2 separate regions of the Mus musculus genome follow, and region 2 is linked to region 1. A link is a contact called in public HiChIP or PLAC-seq data. All regions are on one chromosome and are shown on one strand. The core of a region is the stretch at or near the end of the contact, and the rest is flanking DNA. Distances in the headings are between cores, read along the strand shown. Region 1 overlaps Sh3bp4 (SH3-domain binding protein 4). Region 2 overlaps Agap1 (ArfGAP with GTPase domain, ankyrin repeat and PH domain 1).

Region 1 (3,787 bases), core at 433-2,932:
ATATTAACTTCACCTGTTAATTTCTACTCTGTGGCTCCTTGTGGTTCTCCAAACAGGTCCGTGATGGGATCAGGGATGTGGCACATGCCCAATGACTCCTGTGGCCTCCCAGGTACAGACTAAGAAGTGAGTTAAGGTACCCTGGAGGGCACACAAACCCGGTGGAATTCTAGGCCTGGGCTTTTCTATTTCACACTAACCCCCTGAGCTAAGCCGGAATGAGGCCCTCTCAGAGGCCTATTTTCTCATCTGTAAAATGGGCAGGGAACACAGAGAGCCCTGGGGCCTAAGAAAATTCAAAAGGAGCAGGTGATCATCAAAGCTGCAGGGGACTCTGAGCCACACGCTGGTGTGGAGCTGGTGTGGACCGTAGAGGGGGATGACGTAGTGGGAGAGGACAGGACACACCGGACAGACAGAGAGCTCAGGCTCTCCATGACCTCAGGCTCCCTGCTTGTTCTTACCTGCTGGGCTGAGCTCTGAACTGTCTCAGGTTAGAGAGCACGAGTTAGACAGACTCCCTGGTAGACAGACTAGAGGGAGGGGGAGCGCATGGCTAGGTAATAAAGGTGTCGAATTTCAAGAGGAGGGTTCCTCACCTCCCCACTCCAGACTTGAGACAAAAGCCTGGTAGCCTAAAATAAAAGTCCTGGAGGCTTTGGTCTCCCTTCCCTGCTGAAGGTCCACCTCAGCAAATTCAAGGCTAGGTCAGGACAGGTCACATAACAGTTGTGGGCCCACCAACATTCATCATACCTGTCTTCAAACTAACTAACCCTAAATTAGGGGAGAGAAAACTTCAGACAGACAGACAGACAGACAGACACACACACACACACACACACACACACACACACACACACACACACACACAGCCCTAAAGAGACTGATATCCCTTTGCAGGCATAAAGACATGCGGCTTTACAGACAGAGGGCCTTTTCTCTGTGTGCCTGCTGCATGCCTGTGTTTCTAACCTCATAAAACCCTTCCTTCAACTGCTGACTCTCCCTGCTCCTGTTTGCAGTGTTTCTACAATTTCTACAATGTTACCTGTGGTGCTTAAGACTTTTCCCGCCTTTTAACGAACCTATCAAGCAAGACCCCTATCTATCTATCACAGGTACACGGGCTGGTCACACTGGCCTCAAAGATGACTTGAACACTGCCCCCATCACTTTGAGCAGCAATATGCATGGTCATAGGGCAAAAGATTTTCAACTGGAACCAACTGGGGTCAGGAGCAGGCTAAGCTTTTGCACCTTATATAGCAGGTGTTCTAAGTAAACAACAGAAATGGCAGCGCAGCACTTTGGGCATCGAAACGCTGGGCAGCTCTCTATCACAATGACCTCTGAGCCAATCAGGCTATGAATATAAACACTGAGAACATGGGACAGTTGTTTTCCTGGGACAAAAATCACAGGAACTGACCACTATGTATCACAGCCACCAAGTGTTGGGCTTTCTGAGTGCTGTGATGACTGACGGGGAGTCCCTGAACTGCACCCAAAGATATATCATCTCGGGGTAAGCACCCTTTGCCTACCTCAGCACACTGGGTTCTCAGGTAGGAGACACCAAGGCCCACTGGCTCGCCTGAGATGACAGAGTCACCCCAGGGCACCTCCTATTTCCTCTTCCCTAACATCTCGCTGGCCCTGTGCATCTGGCAGAGCGCCAGAAAAAGCAAACCACACAAATACCACCCAGGAAAGTGCTGGGGCCAAAGAGCAGTCGCACCCTTTAGTCTCCTCCAACACAGATCAGAATAGGGCCTGCTCAACCAGCCTCGACCCGAATAACCAAGAGCAGTAAGGCTGAAGAGGGAGAGCAGAAGCAGCCCCCTGCCCCATTTCCTGTTGCACAACCCTCTGGAAACCACTGTGTTCACCCAGAGAGAATCAAGCCACAGCCACCCATAGTAAATTCAGAGCCCTTCCCCCCCCAAGCCCCCAATGCCAGGCCAAAAGAATGTGTGGAATGTGGATGGCTCTCAGCTTGTTTCCACAACCCAAACACATCACCATCCACAGGGCAAGGAACTGCACTTATAAGGAAAAGGCCTGCTGCTGGCCACTTCCTGGGCATTAAACCCCCAGACCTCAGGAGCCTGAACACTGACCCCAGCCAGGGCTGACAGCTCCTGCATACTTTGTGGTATCCCAGGACACCCAGGCACTCTCCCTACCCTAGTGCACATGTGGACTCGAACACAGACAAGACAAAAAAGATCAGCAGAGACGTAGAAACAAATACCAAGGAGCTTTCTTGGCTTCACAGAGGGCACCGTGGATTTAAAGAAAATGCCTGAACAACTCTTGTAGCCAGCAGTGGGCTTTATGAAAGTGCATATATGTTCCAGAATGGAAGATGACATGACCCAGCAGCTGGTCCTCAAATTGCTTTTGCAGCCTCCAGAGCAGGCACTCTGCACTCAGAGGTAGTAGCCAGAAAGACACAAGGTGCCGCCATGTCATGTGTAAATTCCTCCTCCACTGACTTTACTGGGGACAGTGACAGTCCTACCAGCAGTCAGATGGGAAAGATCAGAAACAAATCCAAGAACACAACACCATGTACCCACTAATCCTCTTCAGCCCTTCCTCCCGACACTCCTGGAAAGGGTGTGTGCGTGTGTGTGATCTCGAACCTCAGGGCCAATGGAACCAACTGCTCATCACTGGACTTGAGAAACTCATGTTAAAATAACAGCTCCTTTGTGCAAAGGCAGGACAGGCCACTGGCCCTGCCCCATGCTGTCACCAGAGACAGCAAGCTGCTGGGCTGGTTTGTCCATAGGACATGAATGGGAATTCTCAGAAAATAAACAGGAACGTGGCCATCCCGGAAACACACAGGTGCCAGCCTCAGGCAACTGACCTTTGCCGGCAGGGCTCACTGAACTGGAGAAGATGAAGGGGGGGTGGGTAATAAGGGAGGTGCTGGTGATACCTGTGAAAGGACACATCACCGGAAACTTCTGAAAGTTATTTCCCCTTGCTTCTGTGAATCTCTGTGTGCTGGAAGCCTTCCTCCTCTCTAACCCTGATATGCATTCACTGGCCTGTGCATCTCAGGCACCAAATGCTGCCCTACTGGGTAGAGGTTAAAGGGATCAACCTTATTAAGGGCCTGCTTACCTGCTGGGGGATGTTGGCCTCTTGATGTCAGAGGAAAAACTCCAAGACTCCACCTTCCATCCTCGAGAAGAGGGATGCCCTAGGAGACAGAAAGGGCAAGTGTGAGAAGATTCTGAGAGTCGACTCTGTTGTAAGTCTTTGCAGAGGTGGGGGTAGAGATAGACAGTTAGGCAGCAGATCCGTCACTGCAGGCCTCCCAGGCCTGCGCTGCTGGAAGGACACAGCAACCATCTCTGGGCTACCTCTGCTCCAGCCACTGGTTATTCTGCTCCAGCCACTGGTTATTATAGAGCAGCAGCCAAACCCAGGTAGATTCCAGCCCAATGGAGCAGGTGTGACACACCTCAGGTATCTCTGTGACACAGTGAGACAGCCACAGAATGACCACCAGCAAGGGCAGAGTTGATCACCATACACCATGTAAGATATGGTGGGGCTAAAGGCTTGAGTTCCCGACGCCATCTACCACACGTCAACTTTCAAGAACTGGGGTGCTTGTACGGCTGTGCACATTTATAGGAAAGCTGCTCTGGGCAGCGTAGGAGGAGAAGGGTCCATTCTGAGCACCTCCCTACCTCAAATGCCACTCTACACGTAACAGCTGTCACACACGCAGACCCATATCCGTGCCCCATACCTTCACAAA
Region 2 (3,787 bases), core at 879-3,378, 410 kb before region 1:
TTGAACAAATAGAAAATATGAAAACCAGCAGCACCAACAAATGTCCACAGCATCGCTTCGGTCACAAATAAAGAAATGAGTGATTCAAAGCCAGGTCAGAACAGGAGCAGACAACAGTGACCACTGGGGGAAGGCGGGACCTGGACCTCACTCCCTTCCTGGACGGACAACCTCTGCATCCTGGACAGGGGTTCTATCAGCATTTCTAGTGGGCGGGGACATCCTCCCAAGATACCTGCTCTTCTGCAGTCAGTGGGGAACCGGGGCCATGCAGAAATTAGTGCTGTAACCACGCAGGCTCCCTTACAAGCCTTTTGTTCCCCCTCCAAGTCTTCCTGCTTTCTGGAGACATCTGAGCTATCTCATCTGGGTCCTCCTTCCTGTCAGCTGACCTGGGTCCTGACTCCACCCACTGCTCCCCAATGGGGGAAATGACCCCTCCACTCAGGAGCTTATAATCATGTTTCTATCTTTTATAAAGAACTAGCAGGTTGGCTTAGTGGTTCACACCTTTAAGCCCAGAACTCAGGAGGCAGAAGCAGGGGCATGAGTTAGTTCAAGGCTAGCCTGGTGGGGGTTGGGGGACGACGACACTCTGCCTCAAAAATAAATAAATAAAATGAAAAAGAACTAGCAGCTCACAATGCACTAATCACTCTCTCAATTCTTTCAAACAGAAAAAGAAAAAAAAAAAGGTTAAATCTCATGGAACCCTGGACAGGAAATAATCCCAGAGGTTAGCTGTAGGAAGAGCAGAGAGAAGAGACCAAGATATCATTTAAGATATCAGAACAGAAGACCTGAAAGTCATTTCTATTCTTGGGAAAGAAAGGAAGATCACAGAAAGAGATCACCTATGGTGTGTATGTATGAAACAACTGATCCCCTTCCTGCTAAGTATACATCCGCAATGCAAAGTCTGGCATGGCCAGCAGGGGGCAGTATAGGCGAGCAAGAAGCTAAGTCTAAGATCCCACTATCCACTTAGATTACTCACTTCCTTCCCTTCCTGCTGCTTCAATCGCCTTGTTTGCTGAGCATGAGTCTACAATTACCGCAGAACAAAAAATTTAACCTATGTGTACTCTTAAAATTCCCCTAAGAATGTGCCTCATCTCTTTTTTTATACTACCTGAATAAACAAGTCTGAAAGCCTAAAAGCCAAAAATTCACAGTATATGCACTTAAATGTATGTCTGTTTGCATGGTGATGATGTGTTTATGCTACAGTCAGCAAACACAGCTTGCTTAATGAGGCAAAAATCTTTGTCAGTTTTATAAAGCAAAGTTCATGAGAAATATTTAATATGTAAATAAAGCAGTAAAATGTGATCGAAAAACAAAAACAAACAAACAAACAATAACACACCTCACTAATACCACTACAACTCATCGTAAGACTTTAAGCCATTGTTTATTAAGTTAGACTCTCAGGCCTGTGGAGGTCATCAGCAGCCCACCTCTGAGAAGAGTGGATTATCCCACCCATTTCAATGACTCCCTTCACCACAAACCCAGAGGGGTCAGGAAAAGCTGGCTGTGTGCATTCCAGCATGCAAGCCTGCAAAAGTTCTGCCATCCACTGCAGGGTGAGGCACTCAGCTAGCATGCAGGACTGAAGCTGTAGCCCATAGCTTGCCAGCCACCTCAGAGCTGGGCAGGTAAACAAGGGGCTAACAGCTAGAGATGGCTGACTCTAGATGCTCAGTGACCCTCAAAGATAAAAAAGCGGCTGACTCCCACTCCACTGTTCAAAGCCCCTTTCCTCTGACCACAACTGACAGCAGTCAGAAGACAAAACTGCCTCTCTAGGGCTCGGAAGCCTCTGCCCACCCTGTGTCTATTCCCAATTGTCTTCAGCCTGGTGAGGGAAGGCGCTGCCTCCCCAGCCATCACAGCCCCAAGCACCGTCAGGGCCAAGGCCAGGCTTCTGCTCCCACAGAGACCATGGCCACTCCTCCCAGGGAAAGGAGGCTTGGAAAGCCAAGGTAAAGAACTTCAGTAGAAGAGGAGCGGACGATGGACCACTGGGAAATACCAACTGCCGAGGGGCCAGCTATACTCTGGAGTGAGCCAGGAAAACACGCCGCCTACGAGCTGTCTCCACTGGAAGAGTCTTTAAACATCCCCTCAGCAACAAGTTTCCCCAGCACTGTGCAGCAGGGCACTGCAGTCTCTGCAGTCAGCCTGTGGCGGTGGGCTGGCATCTGTGGCAAGATGGATCTGTAGCTCAGGCTGGCAATCTCGAATTGAGATAGCCGTAAGAGGAAGTTAAAGCAAACACTGGTGACAACCTGTGGGCTAAAGGAAATGCAGAGACTGGCCAAACAAGAGAATTCCAGAGCCCCACATCAGTGAACATAGCTTCCTGGTGGTGTGGCCTTTGGAGGGTCTACAAAAATCCAATGACCATTTTGTACCTAGATCTTGCTATGCGGAGAGGCCATTGGTCAGAGACACCAGTGCCTCATCATGGAGAATGAAAGGAAGCCTGAGAGGGACTAAAGACCACACAGAGACAGGTATGAGGGGTGGAGCCCCAGTGTTCTCTTTTTCCAGGGCACCTTCCCTGAAGTTCTCATTAAACATCAGCAGAACTAAACTGTGCATAGAAAATTACTGTTCCTCCTCCATCAAATGGCTCTACTTCCATTCCTGAGACCCACAGGAAAGGAGTCACAGCAGCCAGACCTCATTCTACCCCACCCACCACACCCCAGCATGCTTCACAGAGACCCTCAAGCTGCTGGCTGCAGTAACAAACCCCAGCTACAAAGCTGCTCTTCGGTAAAATAGATTGTTACAGGGCCATTGTGGGAACTCTCTCCGAGGAGACACAGAGCATCGTCTTCAACCCCCTCTCCCTTACAGGGTACCAACAACAAAACCACACAGTAAGATTCCACTGTAGCCCAACGGGAACTAAGGGAAGCACGGGAGAGGGGTTATCTCCAGGAGCAGCTGCCACTAGGAAGCCTCGGCCCCAGCATGGATGACAGCTTCCCCATAGCTGTATAGGAGTCCTACTCGCAGTTAACATTCCACCGTCTACAGTACTTCACCCAGACCACGTGCAATTTAGCCAGAATTAACATATAACTGGCCAGTAAGTGCAAAAGAGTGTGACTGAGCTCAGCCGAGGGTCCAATGAGCCTCCCTACACCTCTCCTACTCTGAGGGAACGCCGCCTGTCAAGGAGTCATGGCTTGAGAGTCTCTCGCACGTAGCCACGGCTGTTCCCGTGACACCCACACTGTGCTCAGAGGACAGCGCTCCACGGCAAGGACTGAAAACAAAAGGGTGTGTTTCGCCCTTTCAAGAAGGCCTAGCACACAGCAGGCACTGCACAGGCTGAGCTCGGAATCTCAACCCCATACCTGTTATTTTGACTTGGCAGAAGCGCAACTCAAGGACAGCTGTGTCTCTGGCTGCCTTTCACTCACCAGCTGTCTGGAGCTCAAGCAAGGATCTTTCACCCTTCCACTGGATTCTCCTTTTCCACCCAGGAGGCTTTGCGAATATACAAAGCAGGCAGCAGGTTAGCAAGCTCGGTTAACAAGGGAGACAGAAGTGATTCTGTTACTGTCAGGTTTATATACAGGTAATGTGTTTTCTCTACTAATGGCTCAAAATTATTCATTTCAAGCCACTGGCTTTTCCAAGCAAGCAAGGATTTAGTGAGCCTTTCCAGTTTCGCCAGCACAAGGATCAACTACAGGCCGAGCGGGGCAAGTAAACGCAGCGTGGACCTCATGTCCGGGCCCTGGTTGTTCTGAATCCAGCTCGG

The links. HiChIP or PLAC-seq counts read pairs in DNA pulled down with a chosen protein or histone mark.
Region 2: a contact with region 1 is called in a FOXA1 HiChIP or PLAC-seq map of pancreatic cancer cells. The contact joins two enhancer-like sites. A contact is called at or near these places in 1 of 15 datasets of contacts at CTCF or cohesin (the NIH/3T3 cell line) and 2 of 115 datasets of contacts at active chromatin or transcription factors (extraembryonic endoderm stem cells and pancreatic cancer cells).

Annotation. Positions count from the first base shown.
Region 1 is chr1:89,106,691-89,110,477 of GRCm38.p6, reverse strand. It overlaps Sh3bp4 (SH3-domain binding protein 4), which reads right to left. Exons shown (of 6, transcript NM_133816.3): 2 at 3,142-3,220. Among named protein-coding and RNA genes, the nearest start is that of Gm34331, 5.0 kb to the right of the region's middle. Within about 2 kb of position 1,682, at least 148 of the 459 cell types and tissues checked have an H3K27ac peak or open chromatin away from gene starts, as enhancers often do. A contact at or near this core is called in pancreatic cancer cells, where this site is marked.
Region 2 is chr1:89,521,747-89,525,533 of GRCm38.p6, reverse strand. All of the region lies in intron 1 of Agap1 (ArfGAP with GTPase domain, ankyrin repeat and PH domain 1), which reads right to left. Among named protein-coding and RNA genes, the nearest start is that of Gm41914, 57 kb to the left of the region's middle. Within about 2 kb of position 2,128, at least 28 of the 459 cell types and tissues checked have an H3K27ac peak or open chromatin away from gene starts, as enhancers often do. A contact at or near this core is called in pancreatic cancer cells, where this site is marked.